Linked DNA regions of Xenopus tropicalis: region 1 is linked to region 2. Evidence: chromatin contacts called from public Hi-C data. All regions are on one chromosome and are shown on one strand. Each heading gives the region's core, a stretch centred on a gene start, on an enhancer-like site or on the middle of the called end of the contact. The rest is flanking DNA. Distances are from core to core; before and after follow the strand shown. Region 1 holds the start of bola1 (bolA-like protein 1). Region 2 holds the start of hjv (hemojuvelin).

The links. A called contact is a pair of places that touch in the nucleus more often than the background predicts.
Region 1: a Hi-C map of neurula embryo shows a contact between it and region 2, with 4 times the contacts expected there. The contact joins the promoter of bola1 here to the promoter of hjv in region 2. A contact is called at or near these places in 4 of 5 Hi-C or Micro-C datasets (brain, gastrula embryo, neurula embryo and 1 more).

What each region holds. Positions count from the first base shown.
Region 1 is chr8:128,789,926-128,795,630 of UCB_Xtro_10.0, reverse strand. bola1 (bolA-like protein 1) reads right to left here and starts at 2,392. Exons shown (of 2, transcript XM_012969620.3): 1 at 2,281-2,392; 2 at 1-601. The coding sequence starts at 592. The coding sequence ends at 149. It overlaps LOC116407059 (a long non-coding RNA gene), which reads left to right and starts at 2,503. Exons shown (of 3, transcript XR_004220032.1): 1 at 2,503-2,596.
Region 2 is chr8:128,576,194-128,581,899 of UCB_Xtro_10.0, reverse strand. hjv (hemojuvelin) reads left to right here and starts at 3,934. Exons shown (of 4, transcript XM_002938475.3): 1 at 3,934-4,312.

The sequences.
Region 1 (5,705 bases), core at 1,143-3,642, 220 kb before region 2:
TCTGCACCCATTTTGTACGCAGCCCACAGCTGGTCACAAACAGGTTTATCTAACAATTTTCACAGTTCTTTACAGAAATAGTAAAATGTAGTTATCAGATGTTTTGCTTTATCTCACATATAAGTTCCCATTATTAGAGGGGTCACATCTACACTTGAGTGCCAAGTTTCCTGCCCATCTCAGGGTCATGCTTCGAGCCCCCCATGCAGGCTGGGCTTTTGCTGATGGCAGGGTTTTCCTCCCATTGTTGAGGGGTTTTGGCTTGGATGGACAAGGCATGAACAGGACCAGCTAACTCGTCCTTCAGCAGTTCATTCACCAGTCTATGCCTCTGGATCAGAGACTTGCCGAGGAAGCTCTCCGACACCACCACCACCTTAAAGTGCGTTTCCGAGCCCTTGGGCACCGCATGCATATAGCTCTCATTCAGCACCTCCAAGTGGCTGGGCTTCAGGGTCTCAGTCAGTTTGGATCGGATAGCGTTCTCCACTGGCCTCTCCATGTAAAGCTGTGATCTAGAATACGGCAATGTGACCAGTGTCCAAGGTATCCTGCATTTAGTTCGGAGCAGGCTCAACGGTAGCATCAGCATGGGAAGGAGCTACAGGCCAAAGAGAAATCCCAAGTTACTTATATGTGAACATAGTAGGAAACATCTATATTTTTGTGTGTGCTTACCCAGAAAGCATTTGGATTCCATTTCAGCAGTGATCCCCAACCAGTGGCTCTGGGGCAACATGTTGCTCCCCAACCCCTTGGATGTTGCTCTCAGTGCCCCCAAACCAGGGAGTTATTTTTGAATTCCTGACTTGGGGGCAAGTTTTGGTTGAATAAAAAAAAAAGATTTCCTACCAAATAAAGCCCCCCTGTAAGCTGATAGTGTGCATAGAGGCCCCTAATAGCCAATCTTAGCCCTTATTTGGCACCTCCATGAACTTTTATGGTGCTTGTGTTGCTCTCCAAGTCTTTTTACATTCGACTGTGGCTCACGAGTAAGAAAGGTTGGGGATCCCCTGCATTTCAGGCTTAAAAACATTGTGAGCAAAGGCACATGGTGTAACTGTGAGCTTATTATTGCTTTTGGCCAATATTGCCCCTCATGGAAATCACCTCAGAGTGATCGTGGGGCCTGTAGGCAACTGAGGCTTCGACTGCCACAATTCTAATTACAAGTGTTTGTATGGGCATCATGTGCCAATGCCCTTGGACTACTTGTGAGGCTCTATCTGTGGAGGCCAACAAAATATTTTCGTGACTTAAGGCCCCCATACACGGGCCGACTATAGCTGCCGATATTGGTCCCTTGGACCGATTCGGCAGCTAATCGGCCCGTGTATGGGCAGAACAGAGCGACCTGGCCGACCGATATCTGGCCTGAAATTGGGCAGATCTCGATCGGCCAGGTTAGAAAATCCAGTTGGATCGGGGACCGCATCGGCTCGTTGATGCGGTCCCCGAACCGACTGCCCCATAACCTTAAATGTAATCCGATCGTTTGGCCCCAGGGATTATTTTTTTTTTAAGTCCCTTGCTACCCGATATCGCCCACCCATAGGTGGGGATATCGGGTGAAGATCCGCTCGCTTAGCGACATCGCCAAGCGAGCGGATCTTATAGTGTATGGGGACCTTTAATGCAGTTAGTGTTGCCACCAAGTTGGTAATACGGCAATGTAATTGCCAGTAAATTTGTAATCCATGTCCTTCCCACCCCTAATCAGCCCATACCTGCCCCGATCCACCCACACCCTGCCTTAGAGTTACCACCTGGCCAGTACTTTACAGGCCTGGCCGGAAAAAATTATTCTTCATGTCAATGTTATTAATAGGGAAAAACATAATAATATAGGAAGGCCGGTATTTTTTTCAAGAAATGTGGCAACCCTACCCTGCCCCCAATGTGCCCATTCCCACCCCTATGAAGTCACTGGCTTCCCTGGACCGCAGCCTGGTCAGACTTGGGGGAAAAAAGGTGGCAACCCTAAATGCAGCCCATAACTATCCAGGAACAGAGGAAGAAGAAACAAAATATGATCCCTGCACTGTCACAAGTCTGTAACCTAATAAAAAAACAATATCTTGATAATAAAACTACCCTGACACTGTGCCCCTGGACAGCTACCCTTAGCAACCAATCAGTGATTCCATTTGCTCAGCCAGCTGGCAATACAATGAAAGCAAAAATGTGATTGGTTGCTATGGGTTACTTCCTAGCGGTATGATAACAGAATAGAGTATAGAGTCTAGGCATTAGCCAATAATAACAGTAATATTATGGTACCTGAGGCGTCCTGGTATGGTTCGGCCCGGGAATCCTATGGTCAACAGCCAATCTTAGGTCAGAGCGTATTTCCGCGTTCTGTCAGAGGACGCGTCCTGTCTCGTAGGGAATTGTAGTTCCTCCGTGCTGTAACTCCAACTTCCTTCTTCACCTTAATGCGGCTAATAAACTACAATTCCCAGAATCCCACTGTATTGAAACCCTTTGAGGAAATCCCGCGGCCGTGTTTGCTTCTGTCACAGGAGCGGGGCTTAGCTTGAACTTTGTTTTTACCCGGCCCCTGCCATCGTAACACAACTGTTGTATTTTAACAGAGGTATTTGCAAAACAGAAATCCCGTTTCATGGGGCCTTTACCTGGTTTAATTTTACTGAACGCTATAGAAGTAAAGCGCTTTAATATACATTCTGGCCAGTAGGGGGCAGCATTGCTTTTTTTTAACTGTGATACGGCATTTATTGCCCTAATAAGCTAATTGTCTGGTTACCTTTTACTCTTCTGCGGTTAATTAGCTTCGCATTTATAGTTGCTTAATTGCTGTAATAGTTTAATGTTATTATATCTTGCTTTGCTTTAGGCTTTGCCTGGCTAAAGGAATTATAAAATAAAAATCAATATAGATAAATATGGTAAAAAAAAAAAAAGGACTATTATAGAATAGGGGTCTGCAGGCTCCATACCTTAGTGAACTGCAACTCCCAGAACCCAACAGGAGACTGTTATTATTATTATTAACATTTATTTATAAAGCGCCAACATGTTCCGCAGCGCTGTACAAATCTGGACTGACACTTTTGGACTGAACCATTCTCAGCTCAGGGGCAAAATAATGAATAGCCAAACTGTTTTTAGGGTCAAGTATTATGATTTTGGGGCTTTGTGGTTTCCTAAAAAGGTTTCGTTCGTGTCAACATTGGTTTTTAAAGAAGGAGACAAATGGATTGGGGACAATTACGCTGAAATCTGCCTGGACCCACATTAGGAATATAATATTACCAATAATATTTCCTATGGCCTAACCTGCCATTAGCCATTATGGTATATGGGGTTTGAGTTGCTTATTAACACTAGGAATTACACATTTTGACTATAAATATACTTATTATAACTCATCTTAACAGAGAAAACCTAAGTTTTTTTTTTATATCAAGTGATGTGAGCAAAATATCTCTACCTTCGATGAAGGCCAGCCAATTGGGCAGTGTTACTGCTGCCTTCTTGCCCTGCTGTCGCCATCTTGTCCTGCCGTCGCCATCTTGCCCTGCAGCTGCCATCTTGTTCTACTGCTGCCATCTTGCCCTGCCGCTGCCATCTTGTCCTGCTGTCACCATCTTGCCCTGCCACTGCCATCTTGCCCTGCTTCTGCCATCTTGCCCTGTCGCTGCCATCTTGCCCTGCTGCGGCCATCTTGTCCTGCTGCTGCCATCTTGCCCTCCCGTCGCCATCTTGTCCTGCCGTCGCCATCTTGTCCTGTCATCGCCATCTTGTCCTGCTGCTGCCATCTTGCCCTGCCGTTGCCATCTTGCCCTGCCATCGCCATCTTGTCCTGCTGCTGCCATCTTGCCCTGCCGTCGCCATCTTGTCCTGCTACTGCCATCATGCCCTGCTGTCGCCATCTTGTCCTGTTGCTGCCATATTGTCCTACTATATCTTCTATCCCTGCTTATTCTTATCTACGGCTGCTGCCTGGGCAGCCCCACTACCTGTCATGCCCTAATGCCCCTTTTTGGAGAACCTAATGATATCTGGGGCTCAGATTACAGCAGTTACCCACATAACTGCACTGGGGCTGTACTTTATGGCACCGAGTGATACACTTTACTCTTCAGTTGTATGTATCCTGGCCCCTGTTTCTCCAGCCAATTTTATATATATATATCTCGGGGAAGGGAAATTAAAACATTACATATTTTTATTTTCTGTTTTCTTTACTTATTTTCTGCCTTAATAAATGGGGTACCCCCCTCTTCCCCCCCACAGCCCTTTGTTTGTATTCTCTGTGACTTGCCTGTGTTTGCCCTTCTTTATCTCAGTCTTAACTATTATCCCTGTTAAAGCTGTCATTAATAATCTTAATTGTCCCATGAAGTCCAGGGCAGCTTTCCTATAAATGCCCCTTTATATAATCAATATAGCAATTAACATCCCCTAGTCTGGGAGTAAGTGTCAAATATCTTTTTTTTGGTATTTTGAAATATTTGAACAAAATAAAATTCTGGATTATTTTTTTTACGTAAGTGCCTGCAGTGGTTTCCGTTGGCCTGGCTTGCACTGCCTTCTTCTCCTCCCCGACCTCCGCCAGTACCTACATTCACATACAGTCTTATCAGCACCTCTCACTTCTGAAGGTCATTGACAGTCAATATACGGCTTTCAAAGCAGCCATACTGCTTGTCTAATGGAGCCTAAGCCCCCTTGGCACTAAATGGCTTCAGATATTACATAAGGACAATTATTTTAAATCATAACACTTTGATGTCATTTAGTGTAATTATAAAGAGCTCGTTAAGGCTCGACCCTACGGCTGCACGAAACCTTGCGTATTACCTTCGTAGAATGCATATCTTACACTCGAGTATCCGTGCCAGCAGCCCTAATCATTAATCCCCATTTAATTATGTTTAATTATAATGATTCCATAATCCCTACTTTATGGCTATTAACTGTTGTAGACAACAGAATGGCTCTGGAACGGGCAAAAAGAAAGTGACAATTTTTTTGTTTTGTTTTTTTTGTACGATTTTTTTACATTTATTATTCAAGAAATAATTACTGCAATTATTTGTTCTTCTTTGAAATGATGTATATTTGCAGTAGAATATGCAGCGGATGTTATTTTCGCGTTTACCCCCCAAATCTGCGCCTGTTGCAGTTTAAAATAAAATACAAAGTCGCTTGTGTGGTCCTTTTGTCGCTGCCTCACAAAATTCTATTCTTGGGACTTCAAAAGCTGCTTTCGGATAGACCTGGGCACGGCCGGAGACAGCTGGGAATTATTAGCAAATGTTTGAAATGACTCTGCGCCAGATACAAGGTCAATTTTTAATAAACTGCAGATAAAGACGAGATCCCGTTGCGAAGCATGAAAGCGATCATTCCCACTTCTACTAATTGTTTCAGCCAATATTATTTATATAGTAACTTCCAAAAAGTTCCATAAAGTGTTTTTTTTTTTATAATAATCAAATAAACGCAATTTTCATAAATACTATGAATGAAATTGTATAAAAATGTGCATTTATCTGTCATCAACATAAGTAGTAACAATGTATATCTTTAATTTGTATATCTTTATTTATAAAGCGCTACTTATGTACGCAGTGCTGTACAGTAGAATGCATTAATACGAACAGGGGTTTAATAAGATAATAATAGATACATATAAAGTATAACAATAAATACAAATAAATAAAAGATAATGTAAG
Region 2 (5,706 bases), core at 2,685-5,184:
TAAGTGGCAGCCATTGAACAAAGGTCATTAAGATCTGTTCAAAGACCTGTCCCTGTTTTTATTCGATTTGGTTTGTTTAACAATTTTAAAAATTCAGAACTAGAATTTGGAATTTAAACGCTGTCCTGTGACCCTATCAGCCTGGTAGGGGTTTAAATGACAGACCATAGGATAAATAGCAGAGGGTCTGTATAAAGAAATACGTTATAGGAACCTATAAATAATGTGTTGGGAATGCCGGGGTGGTGACATGGCATGGGGAGGGGATTTACATGTAAAATGGAGGAAGCAGACCCCACGGTCTGGCACCTCTGTACCCTCCCCCCACCCCTGCGCAACAGCAGGGTCTGCTTCCTCCATTGTTATGCCACTGGGGTTACTGCTGCTGGGCAAGCTATGTGCCTTTTATTACATATGGGGCTAGTGTCTACAGCAATATTGCACTTGTCTCCTTCTGGAACTCTAATTGAGAAGGCAGCCTGCCTTCTCTCTCCAACAGTTTCTGCCCAGTATTTGCCCTTTTCTACATTTCTAGGTGAAATGAGAACTCAACACCTTACTTTCCTTTCCATTTTCCTACATGAGTCACAATGAGGTTCAGTTGTTTCCGTTATAGGATAAGTCAATGTTAAAAATTTCTTTTGCAATTTACATTAATTGTTTATTTATTTTTGTTTCAAAGCTATTCAGGTTTTAATCAGAAGACTCAGATGCCCTTTTCCATCTCTTCCCTAAGCAGAGCAACATCAGAAACGTCTCTGTTTCCCTTGTGAAGGTACAGTATCTCTCTGTCTGTACAGTTACAGGAACTGACCAGTAGGTGGCGATGTTGTTACAACATTCATTATATTGGCATTATATTGGCATAAACAGCTCTGAAACTGAAAAAATAAATAATGAATGTAAATTGCAAAAGTGCTTAGAAAGTACCCTGGGCAATTTTACATTCATTTTTTTAAAGGTTTACTTATCCTTTAAAGCACTGATTTCAATCTACAACTTTCCATTTTTCTTCTGTGGTTTAAAACAACTTAACTCATTATTTTTTTCAAAATATTATCCCATTTGTCTTTAAATGTAGCATCTCTGCTAATAAAATTGCTACCTTTGCCAACTTCAACCCATGTGGCACAAGCTCCAACTCATTTTTCCAATGTGACGGCATCCCACCACAATTCTTGGGACATCAGTATATATATATATACATCCTCTTGGGTATTGGAGAGAAACCAAGGACTGCCCTGGGATTTAGAAACAGAGGGCCATTGGCATAGTTGCCTTACAACAGACCCCAGGGCCACGGGGTAGAAGGGAACCCAAATGTGGTAAGGACTCCACTTCCTACTTCAAGCCTCCATTCTACCTATGCTTGTCCTGTTGCATCTCAGTGCAGTTCCACCAGTGAGTGCATGTGTGCAGGGGAAAGTGTTGGGGTTCAGGAGTCATGTCACACCATTGCAGCTGGCAGTTGATGGTGCCCCACCCATGGAAAGAGCTAACTGTACCTCGGCAGGACCACGCGTGGCCGACAGAACACTTTCTCGGCACCCTGCAATACACACATAATGTAATAATCAGGCAGGCCGAATGTGTTCTTGGAGCCCAGTATGGCAGTGATAGAATCCAATCAACGTGGAACAGTGTCACAAATGTACTTAAAAGATCAATGCTAGCCTAGAAGTAGTGTCATGGACTCTCTGTACAGTTTATGTGGGGCCTAGGGGGATATTCCGCTTGCACTTTGGGTGTATCCATACCAGGCCACATCTGGTTGCCCACCCTGCCGCTCCCATTAGGCCATGCACCCTGGTGGCTTATAATAAAACTATTATCAGACCCATGTGAGGACTTCAGGAGGAGATTTCAGAAATAATGGAAATCACAAAGGCAGAACCAGCAGCCATTATCATTTTATAGACACTAGGGGAGCAACACCATTAGCAGCCATCTTTTTATCATTTCCGTTATCTATAAATGTAAAGGGATCATTTAAGAATGTTTCCCTTTAATATCATTAGTAGAAGTGGGGAAACTTATTTACCTTTATCCTTCTGGAAAGGTTATGGTCACTTACCTGGGGGGAGGACATTTCCTGGTACTCAAGCTCCTGTGTCTACTTCCTTTCTGCAGCGTTGCCCTATTGTTTCACTATACAGATTCTAAATACAGACTTTGGATAGGAGCAATCATCTTAAAAGACCAGAGACAGTTACCCAGAATTTATAAGACTGTACTGCTGCCTGGAGAGACCAGTGCCTGATTTGGGTAGCAGAATGAGAATTATAAAGCTTGGCTAAGTCAAAAACAGAAATAGAAAAAAAATCATTTAAAAGACCCCAGATGCAAGTGCAAGAACACTAGGGGGCGCACTAGTGTCCGGCTAATTAACTCTGGTACAAGGAGCTAAGCCTGTCCATACTGGCTGCCATAGGGGGTTCCCTAACTTGCACTTTTGAATCATGTGCATATTAGGGCATAGGGGATGAGGGGTACATCTAGATGCCTCCCCCAGGCCCACCCCTCATGAATAAGCAGATCTTCTTGCTCCATTTTGGAGACCTGCATACATTTCTTTATAGGGGGCAAAGGACAGAAAACCTGGTGGACTGTGCCCATTCTGTGCCCTTTGCACCCTGCCCTGCACTTAATAAATGACCCCTACTAGAAGGTGCAAATAAGTAGTTCACATAAGTAGGCATAGGGCTCAGGTGCACTGCCCTGGACTGTCAGCTAGGGGGCAAAGGACTGGCAACGAAACTGACGTCAATCTACTTTTATGTGCCCTGTTTTGGGGCTTCCAGATGTGAATGTTGGACCTTTTCTTGCAAAGAAGCAGGGAGTTGCAGTTCCATCCATCTGATTGTGAATCCAGCCCTGGCCACCATCCACAGTCTATAACCGCAATGAAATCTTCTGTTCTGCTCCGGAAGGAGATGGAAATGGGCATCTGAGGCTTCTGATCTCTTTCCTGAGCAGAGCAACATTAGAACCCTTCTCTGTTTTCCTCCTGAAGGTATATCTCTCTGTCTGTACAGTTACCGGAACTGACCAGCAGGTGGTGCTGTTACACAGTTCATTATATTGGTTGTTAATAAAAACTTAAATAGCTCTGAAACTGAAAAAAATAATGAATGTAAATTGAAAAAGAGCATTAAAAAGCACCCTGAGCAATTTTACAATAAACTTTTTGTTACAGGTTTACTTATCCTATATGATATGACCAGATCAACGATTTTATTCGATTATCTAAATTAGAATAAACGAATAATGTACTATCTGTGTGTCCTTTGTTAATGTTTATTACATACGGTTGCTCCATGGCTTCAGTATAGGCATGCATCTACCTGGCATACAGTAAGTGCCCACAATCCAACCCCAACGATGGGCAGGCTGTATCTGTCAGCTGAGACCCACTGCAGCCTGCCTTCAGCAGAACAAGTGGTTTAACCCTGTAAGTGCCAGTAAGCCTAAAGGAAAAGTGATACTTGGAGAGCAGATAAGAATAAGTTTCTCAAGGCAACTTCGGCGACTTCGGCAAATCGCTATCCCACGGGCGACTTACATTCTAGCCGGTGGGATGGCATTGCGGGAAGATTTGTCGCCCGCGACAACAAAGATTTGTCGCGGGTCGACTAATCTCTCCGTGTGTCACTGCCCTTAAGGTGAATAAAGTAAATTTTATTTTCCGTAAGAGTTCTTTCCCCCCCGATCCCTCCCATTTCCCGGAGCTGCGGGTCCATATCTGATTCCCTATTTTTTTTAACGCTGCTGATTCCCAAATGTCATGTGCGGCGCTTGCGTCCCTGCTGTAGGAAGGTTTGACATATTGAGCATGCTGGCTCTCGCTACATCTGTTTCGATCTTTTTTTAGACCCCTCTTTCTCCCTCCCCTCCTTTCCTTTCTCCCCTTCCCTCTCCCACACCCTGCACTTCTCCCATCCAGCCAGGAACATATGTACAGAGCTGTGCGGAGAGGCCAGGAGAGAGCTGCCATACGCAGTTGTTGAGTAGGAAGCAGGTGCCAATGTCTATTGATTTATCTCCCCTGTGGTATCTGCAGAGCCCCTCTGAGAAAAACTGCACCCACCCTCTAAAAAAAGGTGGTGTCAGTGCAGAGCTCAGGGCACACAGCCTGGGTGCAGCCGGAGGGACTGCTTTGTATCCCATTCTGCTCAAAGTCTGAATGGTTTTGGAACTGCTTGAGTGGGACAGGATGAGATAGAGCATAGGGCCTGTCTCCGCCTGGGACATGCACCCTCAGCAGAGGGCAATATGGACAAGTGAGGAACGCTCTCGCCCTACTGAAGCCAAGGTAAGTCTCAAGTTCTTTGCAGAGCCCGGAAACAAGAAAACAATATTCTGGTTTAAAACACTGTAATTCCCTGATCTGCCCCCCAAAAATTGCATCTATATTTTTGATTTGGGAAAGGTCTGAAGCATAAAGCATAACTAACGGCAACCTAATTGATAAAGGTGATAAAAGTCAATACAGGTACCTGTTATTCAGAATGCTCAGGAGCTGGGGGTTTCCTGGATAAGGGGTCTTTCTGTAATTTGGATCACTATGCCTTAACTCTGTTAAATAATCATTTAAATATTAATTAAACTTGATAGTATTGTTCTGCCCCCCATAAAGATGAATTATTTCTTAGTTGGGATCAAGTACAGGTACTGTTTTATTATTACAGAGAAAAGGGAATCATTTAACCATGAAATAAACCCAATAGGGCTGTTCTGCCCCCAATAAGGGGTAATTATATCTTAGTTGGGATCAAGTACAGGTACTGTTTTATTATTACAGAGAAAAGGGAATCATTTAAACATGAAATAAACCCAATAGGGCTGTTCTGCCCCCAATAAGGGGTAATTATATCTTAGTTGGGATCAAGTACAGGTACTGTTTTATTATTACAGAGAAAAGGGAATCATTTAATCATTAAATAAACCCAATAGGACTGTTTTGCCCCAATAAGGGGTAATTATATCTTAGTTGGGATCAAGTACAGGTACTGTTTTATTATTACAGAGAAAAGGGAATCATTTAACCATGAAATAAACCCAATAGGGCTGTTCTGCCCCCAATAAGGGGTAATTATATCTTAGTTGGGATCAAGTACAGGTACTGTTTTATTATTACAGAGAAAAGGGAATCATTTAATCATTAAATAAACCCAATAGGGCTGTTCTGCCCCCAATAAGGGGTAATTATATCTTAGTTGGGATCAAGTACAGGTACTGTTTTATTATTACAGAGAAAAGGGAATCATTTAACCATTAAATAAACCCAATAGGGCTGTTCTGCCCCCAATAAGGGGTAATTATATCTTAGTTGGGATCAAGTACAGGTACTGTTTTATTATTACAGAGAAAAGGGAATCATTTAATCATTAAATAAACCCAATAGGGCTGTTCTGCCCCCAATAAGGGGTAATTATATCTTAGTTGGGATCAAGTACAGGTACTGTTTTATTATTACAGAGAAAAGGGAATCATTTAACCATTAAATAAACCCAATAGGGCTGTTCTGCCCCCAATAAGGGGTAATTATATCTTAGTTGGGATCAAGTACAGGTACTGTTTTATTATTACAGAGAAAAGGGAATCATTTAAACATGAAATAAACCCAATAGGACTGTTTTTCCCCAATAAGGGGTAATTATATCTTAGTTGGGATCAAGTACAGCAACTGTTTTATTATTGCAGAGA